3 separate regions of the Mus musculus genome follow, and all the other regions are linked to region 3. Evidence: chromatin contacts called from public Hi-C and HiCAR-type data. All regions are on one chromosome and are shown on one strand. Each heading gives the region's core, a stretch centred on a gene start, on an enhancer-like site or on the middle of the called end of the contact. The rest is flanking DNA. Distances are from core to core; before and after follow the strand shown. Region 1 overlaps Pbx1 (pre B cell leukemia homeobox 1). Region 2 holds the start of Lmx1a (LIM homeobox transcription factor 1 alpha). Region 3 has its middle 23 kb from the start of Gm34535.

Region 1 (3,078 bases), core at 91-2,590, 1.3 Mb after region 3:
TAAGGTCTGAGTTCCGTCAGTACTGGGCTCTCTGGAGCCTATCCATCAACCGTTGTCTGGCAGCTGCCTGTAATGCTGGATTGTGAAACTGGGGGAATCAAATGGTTAATCATTTCCATTTACTTGATAGACGACTCTTTAAAATAACTCACCCAGACAGCTTTTCCATCAAAGACGGAAGAGGCTTGAGCACTTCGGGGGAAGAGCGCCTATAAGTACAACCCCAAGCTTCAGGCTACTAAGGAATGGAAGATGTGGGTCCCGACACTGTTTAGAAGAATCAGTTCATAGCACAGTCATTTTCCAGCTGGAGAAGTGTCCACCGGTTTGTGGATGGTTATGCCTGTAAGGAAATGACAGAACCTGAAAGGTCGGGGTGGAGGAGTAAGGGGTTGGGAAGGGGGGAGGTGTTCTACAAAGCTTAAAGCAGTTTGGTGTACTCTTAGGCCTCGGGGGAACCCTTCACAGATACCAGTCCTGTGCTTGGGTGACTCTCCCTCACACAGAGAGCCATTGCCTTAATGTCAGCATAGCATTGCTTGTTTAGAATGGCCACATATGAAAGGCAGATCTGAGTTTTGGGAAATGGGCACTGGAAGAGACGGGAGAGCAAACGTGTTCTCTCTGTACAACTTACAACCGGAGGGTGGGGCACGTGTCAGGAACCAGCTGTGGCAGGACACAGATGCCTAAGACGCCATAGTTCTACATCCTACTTGGCTGCTGTGCACAAGAGCGCTGAAAAGACCCGAAGAGGTGCATAATACATGATCCGGGAGATCATGGGAGATCACCATGTCACCACTGGCTTCCAGGAGCTCTCGATCTTGGTGGCAGGAGCCTGCCTTGTTTTAGCCAAGTTTCTGTACCTTTATAATCTGTAAGTGTGCTAGCAGAGCGTGTGCTTTCTGTCATCAGGTGACACAATTCAATGTGCACAAAGGGTCCCAGCGGATGAATGGTTTCACTTTCTAGAAGTACAAGGGCAGGTTACTTCTTTCTCCACTGGCTTCAGAGCTCTGCCTGGCTTGGGCTTGGCACCTTCTTCTGCCTTGGTACCTTGAAACCATGAAGAGACTTCCTCAAGCCTTCCCTAAGTCTTATGTCCCTTCTCCAACCATCTCTTTATCTTGCTCAGCTGAGCGAGTCTCAAGCTTCACTCCATAGCCTGAAACAATGCCTTCTGCTAATATGCCCTCCTCCCTGTCTGCCCACATTTGGGAATCTCAAATCGGAGTAGATCCCAATTCCCCAGCTCCATGGAGATGTTGGTAGCTATGGGACCCTTCTTTAAACAAGTCCTCGGTGGGGAGAGAGTGCCCTCTAGTGGGCATCAGCCAGGAGCGACTCTGGAGCTGTGTTGCTCAGCCAAGGACAAAACAATCCTTTGCACAGACCTCCCACTGGCTCTCTTGAATGTGCCTTTGGGTTTGGTTTGTTTTTCTCCTTGTGTGAAGAAAATAAATAAAGAATGAACAGCAGGAGGCCAGTTGTGAGGGCTGCTCCAATCAGGCTGTGACAGTCTCCTTATCGCTGGAGTTTTAGCACCGGATTAACCCTAGGGCAAGTGATAGCAGCTGATGTGACTTCAGGTGTTTTCTGAAGGCTGTGACAACCTCTGTATAAATCACTTACCTGTCGTGACTGGTCTCTGTCGTGATTGGAATGGGAGGCAGTGATTTGTGAGTAGGAAACCCCTTTAAGAATTATTAGCTAACAAGGATAAATATCTTGGTGTTATGTACAGCCAGTGGGGCTGTTGGGACCCTGTATGACCAGCATGCACAGGCAAGGGGACTCTTAAAGCTCAGTTTCAGGGAAAGCTGTTGGGCAGGAGAGGGAAAGGAAGGAGGGAGGGGGTGCTGGGCACCCATCAGGGAGGCGGGAACCTGATCATATGTGATGGCTGCAGGATTAGGTAACAGCTCGGCTGGTTGAAATTGGATCTTGGAGGACGAGTGTTAACATCTCTGGTGTCCCAGTGAAAGGTTCATTTGAGTCTTGCATGGTGCTAGAGAGATAAAAAGGAGCTTTTAAATAAGCATTTTGTATCCAGCTCACCAGAGTACTGACTTCAAGCCATAAATAGGAAGTGTCACTTCTGTTAGCCGTATCGCTTATTTCTTTAAAGCTGGCGGCATTTTTTTTTTAACTGACTAGCTGAACAATTTCCGGGTCAGTGAATCCAAATACCTCAGTTTGTTTGTTTTGTTGTTGTTGTTGTTGTACTAGTATCTTGAAATCTTGTCCTGGGAAGAAATACAGACCTGCAAGATTCTCTGCCTTTTTCAAACACACACGTGCACCCCAAGACCATCAGAGCAATCACCTCCTATGTACTATAGCACAACAAAGTGCTCCCCTATTTGTGCCTACTTCTTGCACATTGTCCAGTGTAGTTTACTTTCATGAGTAGAGTATAATTGAAATGGTGCAATGTGTGTGTGGACGGAGGACGGTTCTTCTGGGTTTCTTCTTCTTCTTCTTCTTCTTCTTCTTCTTCTTCTTCTTCTTCTTCTTCTTCTTCTTCTTCTTCTTCTTCTTCTTCTTTTCATTCTCTTATTTTCAAATCTCTGGTAGAACCTTTCTTTACATGTCTGTAAAGCAATTGTGATGAGTCTTGGCAAACCCAATCTCCTCTGAATGAGTATTCAATTAGAGCATTTACCATGTAAAAATTAAGCTCCTTTATTGTTGCCCACCCCACTTCTACCTGGGTAAATCTTTACCCACCCAGGAATCAGTGCATCCCAATGCACTGTCCGTGGAAACTTGCAGTCTGGGTAGGCAAGGACTGTTATACAATAGGCCACTACTGTCCTCTGCATTGCTCCTGCAGCACCCTGAGGGAGTTCCCTGCCTTATTGAAAATATCAAAAAAAAAAAAATCAAGGATAAGCACACTCTTCATTAGGTTGAGGAGAGTTGATAAAGAGGAACTTGGTTGTTTAAAAGCACCGAGGCACAGGCCTGACTGAAACCCAGAGAGGTAGAAAGAAAGAAATATCAGCCATATGGGAACCAGCAGTATGAACCTGTTCATGGTCACTTGCCTGAGTACCAGTCAGTCTATCTTTC
Region 2 (3,266 bases), core at 228-2,727, 1.8 Mb after region 3:
TGTGGTGGGAAGCCAGCAAGAAGGCCTGGGGAGAAAGTGGTCGTTCTCAATTGTAAATTTCTGTTGTCTTGGTCTCAGCACCCCATCCTATGGTTGGGACAAACCATAGGATGGGTCGCGGGTCTCATGGTGCAGAGAACCAAACCCAGTGTGCCTGAGTCCGCACACAGGCTCTAGCCTGCGTCTTCCTTCTTGCTCTGGGGAGAAAATCCTGACAATTTCGAAAGGGAGGTTGAAAGAAGAGGGCATGGGTTTTGTAATTTCGTTTCCTCTGAACTGTTGGGGTGGAGTGGGCGATTTCTCTCTGGACATGGTTTCTATAATCGAAATTTTTTCAGCCCCACTCTATTGGTTCTAAAGTTAGAGAAAGAGGCAAGAGGTTTAAATAAAAGAAAAATCTCTCCTTCAGAAAGAAGCGGGAAGAAACACAGGAAGAAAGAAAATTTAAAAACAAAACAAAACAAAACATTTTTTTCTCCAAACTTGAAAATTCCAAAGGGAGAGTTGAAGAGACACTGGCAAAACAAGCCTGAACTCTGAAAGACCCATGGGTATGACTCTTTGGATCTCTCTATTCTCTGCTCCTTCGAAGTGGCTGGGTTGGGGGTAGAGGGATACCAAGCTTGCGGAACAGGGGTCCGGCTTCAGTTAATTAAAGACCAGGCAAGGGCCCCGCCGTGCAAGCTAATCCCAGCGCAGCGCTGCCCACCAGCCCGGAAAAGCCTCTCGGCCATGCCCAATACTAAAATTGGGGCTGCAGTTGGTGGGGGAAGAGAAGAACCTGGGCGCTCTGGGCCTCGGATCTCTCATGCTAGGACACAGGCCTCTGAGAAACCGGTGGCATTTATGAGCCGTCGATCAGCTCCGTGATTAAAAATCCAGCCCTGGGTATTATTAATCACTTGCCACTCAAATGCCTTGTGAACATGCTCGCCCGCCCCTCAAGGCTTTGGGGAATTCGATGTTGAACTCGTGAAGCCTGGGGAGGCTTGATGGTTGTATTTAGGTAGGGACGACTCAAAAGGACTGATGGACACGGAAAGACAGAGATTGTGGGCACCTCTGTGTGCGCGCGAAGAGGGTGCTAGTCTGGTCGCTTAACCCAGTATCAGAGACCTGACGTACTGAGCTCCCGGCCCCGGCAGAAGGAGGATGCTCTAGGGAGCATGCGGTTGAACACTTACCCAGCAAAGAGGAGAAAGATGCCGAGGTCTCAATCGCACTTTGAAAGTTCTCCTCCATCTTCAGGCCGTCCAACATGTTCGGGGTGAGCCAGGAGGACCTGTAGAGCGGAGGAACGGTTGAGTCTAGCTTCCCGTGCCTGTTGGGACTCCGCACCCTCAGTTGCCACTCTCCTGGGACAGGACAGAAGCAGTGTCCAGGGCGACAAGAATGAGCCTAGAGGGTAGAGTCCAGACAAGGGAAATGTAAGGTGGGAGGAGAGAGAAGAGCCACCGTGAACTGCTCGGACGGCTCTGATTTCACTTGAAGTCAACGCGTTATGTGCTAAGGCCTCCGCCCCCTAACTGCGTTCTCCTAACCCCCACCCCCACCCCTGTCCCCAGGTTTCCCATTCCAAGACCGACTCCGCCCCATCCTATACTAATGTGGCCCCTAGGGATCCCACCACTAGAACTATGGTACTCTGTGTGATGGGGTGGGGGTACGCCTGCTCTCAGAGCCAGGGCCAAGCCGGGACCAACCAGGTCCGATATCCCAGTGGCACCACCACTCACTTTCGACCCTCACCTGTCTTAGAGAGAGGCAGAGTAAGGGACTCGGAGACTGTCCCGCCTGCTTCCGTACTCCTGGCGCAGCGCTCTGCTTGGGGGGTGGGGGGGGGGCGCTCGGGAGTAGGCGTGCGGGGCGCGCGGGGAGGTCCTCCCGCCGGTCGGCCAGTGCCGGGAACGTCTGCAGGAGCAAAGGAGTCGCCTTGGGGAGGAGCCGCGACTGGCCCGGTTCACTCTTGGATGCATTTCAAATCAACTTTCAGAAACACGCCCGCCCGAGCCGGAGCCTAAGGATCCCCGCAGCCTTCCTTACCTGATGGGCGAGCTCGCGCCCAGCGTCCGGAGCAGCGCGAAGTGGCCGGGAGACGCCGGGCAGCTTTGGCGGAGGGAGGAGGCGTCCCCTAGGCTGCAGCCAGAGCAGCCGCCCGGACTCCGGCGCACCCGGGAGAGAGCAGGAGCGAACGCCGGCCCCCGATTCCGCTCCTCGGCGCGCCGGAGTGGGGCCGGGCCGTGGCCTCAAGCCGCCGATCCTCCTCGGGACGTCCCGCCAACACGCGCCGCTCTGCAGCCGGGAAGGGGAAACCAGGCGGCTGCTCCAAGATCGGCGGTGGAACCGGAGGCCCAGGGTCCTGGGTGCAAAGTCCGCCCTGCCTTCTTCGAGGCGGCTCGGGCGGTTTCTGACAGTGGCCGCTGGCTGCGTGCGCGGCCCGGGAAGGGGGTGGGGTGCGCAGGGCGGGGGCCTGGGAGCGCGTCCCGTGGCGGGGCCCGCGGTGCTCTGTTTCCCCGGCTTGGCTGCTCGACCCACCGCGAGGCTACAGCCTGATGCTCCAGTCTGCTGCCCGGACCTCCCGGACGCGCCAAACTTTTCCTTCTCTCCACGTGGAACGGTTGCCCCGGGGGAGCTACACCCCAGACTCGGCAGAGATCCGTGCCACCTAGACTTCACGCGGGCGGGATGGGGATCCGGTTGCTCTCGGATCTGCACCGTAAGTGATGACTAACCTCAGACACCTGGAGGTCGCGGGGATCGCCTAGAGCCCCCAACCCCAATCCTCTCTGCTTTGTGAACTCTGGCACCAGAAGCTCCAAGCTCTTCGGATTTTCATTCACCCACTTGCTCCTGCAACTTACAAATTTGTTTTGGCTTAAAACTCAACTCACCGTTTCTGGCTGAAACTACTTCACTGCTGGGAAATGCAATAATGGGACCCATGGCCAAACCTTGAATCAGGCTCCCTCTATCCTATCCTGCTGGCTGGATGCTAGACTAGAAGTCAGCCAAGGGGACTTTTCTTAGAAAAGAAGATCCTGGGGGCAGTTTTTAATTCCCTGTGATTCATAACATTCTGCAGCGACAGCCCTCCAGCCTCTCTAGAGGCAGGAACAGGGTCTTGCTCCTCTATTCCAAGAAAAGCCTGGGGCCAAGTGACTCAATAAACACATCATTGCGTTGGCTAACATTTTATCGACCATTAATTTTGTGCCAATCTTTATTCCGTAGCCAACTTATCTAATCTTTAAATTTTAAGGTGGGGA
Region 3 (3,103 bases), core at 354-2,853:
GAACATCTCCTGCTACAAAGCACAGGTCTGCTGATCCATCAGTTGAGTGTCAGGTAGAACTGCAGGCTGTGACAGAGGGGAGGCTCATTTTTATGGTCATGAATTTGAATTTGTTTTTTTAAATGTACTAAACCACATTTGCTTGCTCCAGATTTTTGAAGTTCCCTGGCATTCCTTGGTAACAAGGATTTGTCCAGTGATGGGAGGGATCTAGCCAGGTTTCAAAAGGTCTGGGCTAGGGGACAATCCTGTCCCCAGTGTGTGTGTGGCTTCAGCACTGACACAGTGTGTGAACCTTAGAGCTGGTGGAACTCACCCTCAAGCCTGATTTAGAAAGAAACTGGAAAATCTTCAGAATCATTTTTTGTAGTAGATAAAATGTGCGGTTAACTTGTTGCTTAACGTCTTAAAACAAGAAGTGTTAGCCACCCGTTATGTGGGTTCTTGAACTTCAGCACAGGATGGCTTACAGAATAGGCCTAGGACTTGGGAGGAATTAAAGTGATTTCCATTACTCAGTTTAGATCTCATATCAAATGAACCAGGTGCTGAAGACAGATACCTCCTCCTCTGAATGCACTCCCTGGGAAGAAAGATGCTCTGAGCTTAGTAGAAGTAGTCAGTGGAAGGTGCTAGTTTCTGCTGGGCAATGCATCTTGATGAGTACTGTCACAGCAGGGGTCAGCCTTCAAACCAGTATCCTGCAGAATGTATGCCTGCTGCTTTCCCATAGAAAAAGCTACCCAGCCACTGATCATGGTGGACTGAAACTGGAGCCAGAATAGATCTTTCTCCCTTTTAAATTATTTCTCCCAACTATCTGTCACGGGACAAAAAGTCGAATGCACTTAGGTCTCCACAATCTCCTTAAATATCCATGTATCTGAGTTTTGAGTTTTATTATTTTCCTTATGATATATACGTACACATATATATCTTATGATATATATACATATCTCAATACATATGCACACACAAATATATGCATACATTTATACAACACAAACACATACACACACATAAACATGTCATCACATACACAAATATATATATATGTATATATATATATATATACATACATACATGTATATATATACATACATATACACACACACACATACATACATACATACACACACTCCACTCAGTTTTCTTTCTTGCTCACTACTCTGTAGTTTAAGTATGATTTCTCCAGAAGCCATCTCTATGCTCATCTATGCTGACTGGCTGTGACGTCATCACATACCACTTACCACACCTCCTATTGTCCTCCACTATTGGATTTGCTGAATGAGTAAGTAGCTTCCACAGGAGCCAAGTCTTTGGTTGAGCCTTATAATCCCAGAGCCAAATCTGGTGCCTGGCGCATAATAGGAGCTTGGGAATGATTCATGGAAGAAAGAAAAAAATAAACTGAGGAGTGTTTCAATGCTGTGTGAGGAATTTATTTTCCAGTCCAATTGCAATAAGCACATCTTCTTGAGAGAATGGCTAAATGCCCCGCTGTCGCCTGAGCATGGACACAATCCAGCAAGTCTGAGTTGTGGCACCAAACAGACAAACAGAGAGGCTCTTCCTAGGGAGAGAGGTAATTAGCACGCATTTGGCAGAATGCACTGGAAGGAAGAGACGTCCTGAGGGGCACTCTTGGAACACACTCAGGGAGGAAAGCTCACATACAATGAACTGGTTTTTATGGATCTAAGACGATTTTAACTGAGTAACAGTGACTCTGTTGTACAGAATCAGCATTCTATGCAGGCAATGGGAAAGCAAGAGTCCCTGTGCCTCGTAACGAGTGAGCAGGTGGCTAAGATTAGACAGGACTCGGCAGAAGAGGAAACATCTGGCTGCCTCTACAGAAGAGACTTTGCTCTCTTGGCCTCTCCAAGCTTTTCCCTCTAGCTTCTTAATGAGAAGGCATTGAAGGTGAGTTACCAAATTCTATGTCTATGGCGACTCCAATTGATATATCGAAATAAACTTTGGAAATAAACTTTCATTTCCATAAGTCATTTTCTTATACTTTCTAATTCTTTAAAGAAGCCCTGTTGCACTTGGACTGGGTAGCTGCAGACAGCCCAAGTGTGTTAATTAGCAAATTAAATTTTCTTATTCCTCTCTGCTTATGCTACATACAACTCTGTACAACCACTGAGAAGATAATGACATTCATCTAGTGACTTCCCAACCCTAAGCATGCTGGGATAGTGAAGAAAGAGACCCCAGCTGGGGCTCACCCGGGAGAGCTTGAATTCGGTCTTTGTTCTGACATAACTCTGGCTGCTGCAGGCACATGTCTTCACCTTCTCCTTTGCCTCTTAAGCATCCCATGCTGTTTCTAAAGATGGGCTTCATAAGCTGGCCATGTGGCACACATCTGGAATCCCTGCTCCTGCAAAGTGGAGGCAGGAAGATCAGGAGTTCAAGGCCAGCCTTGGCTACACACTAACTTTGAGGCCAGCTACATGCGGTTTTGTCTCAAACAACAAAATAAAGATAAAAACGAGAGAATGAAAGGAAGAAAGAAAAAAAGAGACCCTACAATCCTTGAAAAGACTTTAGCTGTTGCTTACCAGGTGAAATGCAGACATCCAATGGAGCTGGAGACATCACGTCTTCCTACTCCTTCAGCTTTTCTCCTCTCGTAATTATATAAACCACAGACAGCTGGAGAAGGAAATAAGTGTAGGCTCACACAGCTCTTCCTGAGAGTTGGGGTTTTCCCACTCAACATAAACATTAAGTGTTAGAGCCTTTGCATTAATTGGCAGAGCCTTCTTCCACCCCCACCCTTCCCTTCCACCCTTTTGCTCTGACTCTACTTGTCCCAGCTGTTCCAGCTCATAGGTTCTTTATTTGTTTTCTCATTACAGATGATTGTGAGCCACTAAGTGGTTGCTGGGATTTGAACTCATGACCTCTGAAAGAGCAGTGTCTTAACCTCTGAGCCATCTCACCAGCTCATGGCAGAACTTTCTTAAGGAAGGAGAAACAATGAGAAACTGGTGGGCTAGAAGGCAGCCTCACCCCTAAGCTAGTGACTGGATTCTCACCATGATCTTTCCTCATTATGTCTCCATCATGTGGCAGATGGCTGTGA

The links. Hi-C and Micro-C count contacts between places; a contact is called where the count stands out from the background. HiCAR-type assays count read pairs that join an accessible place to other places.
Region 1: a contact with region 3 is called in a Hi-C map of neural progenitor cells, with 2.1 times the contacts expected there. The contact joins two enhancer-like sites. A contact is called at or near these places in 1 of 15 datasets of contacts at CTCF or cohesin (pro-B cells), 5 of 484 Hi-C or Micro-C datasets (cerebellum, cochlea, cranial neural crest and 2 more), 4 of 115 datasets of contacts at active chromatin or transcription factors (astrocytes, embryonic stem cells, neural progenitor cells and 1 more) and 1 of 9 other capture datasets (embryonic stem cells).
Region 2: a contact with region 3 is called in a HiCAR-type map of astrocytes, with 4 times the contacts expected there. The contact joins the promoter of Lmx1a here to the enhancer-like site in region 3. A contact is called at or near these places in 1 of 39 promoter capture datasets (embryonic stem cells) and 6 of 115 datasets of contacts at active chromatin or transcription factors (astrocytes, embryonic forebrain, embryonic stem cells and 3 more).

Annotation. Positions count from the first base shown.
Region 1 is chr1:168,212,578-168,215,655 of GRCm38.p6, reverse strand. The region is part of intron 2 of Pbx1 (pre B cell leukemia homeobox 1); the gene reads left to right. Among named protein-coding and RNA genes, the nearest start is that of Gm51671, 130 kb to the left of the region's middle. Within about 2 kb of position 1,340, at least 56 of the 459 cell types and tissues checked have an H3K27ac peak or open chromatin away from gene starts, as enhancers often do. A contact at or near this core is called in neural progenitor cells, where this site is marked.
Region 2 is chr1:167,687,769-167,691,034 of GRCm38.p6, reverse strand. It overlaps Lmx1a (LIM homeobox transcription factor 1 alpha), which reads right to left and starts at 1,477. Exons shown (of 8, transcript NM_033652.5): 1 at 1,185-1,477. The coding sequence starts at 1,260.
Region 3 is chr1:169,483,986-169,487,088 of GRCm38.p6, reverse strand. No RefSeq gene overlaps it. Among named protein-coding and RNA genes, the nearest start is that of Gm34535, 23 kb to the right of the region's middle. Within about 2 kb of position 1,603, at least 49 of the 459 cell types and tissues checked have an H3K27ac peak or open chromatin away from gene starts, as enhancers often do. A contact at or near this core is called in astrocytes, forebrain, neural progenitor cells and 1 more, where this site is marked.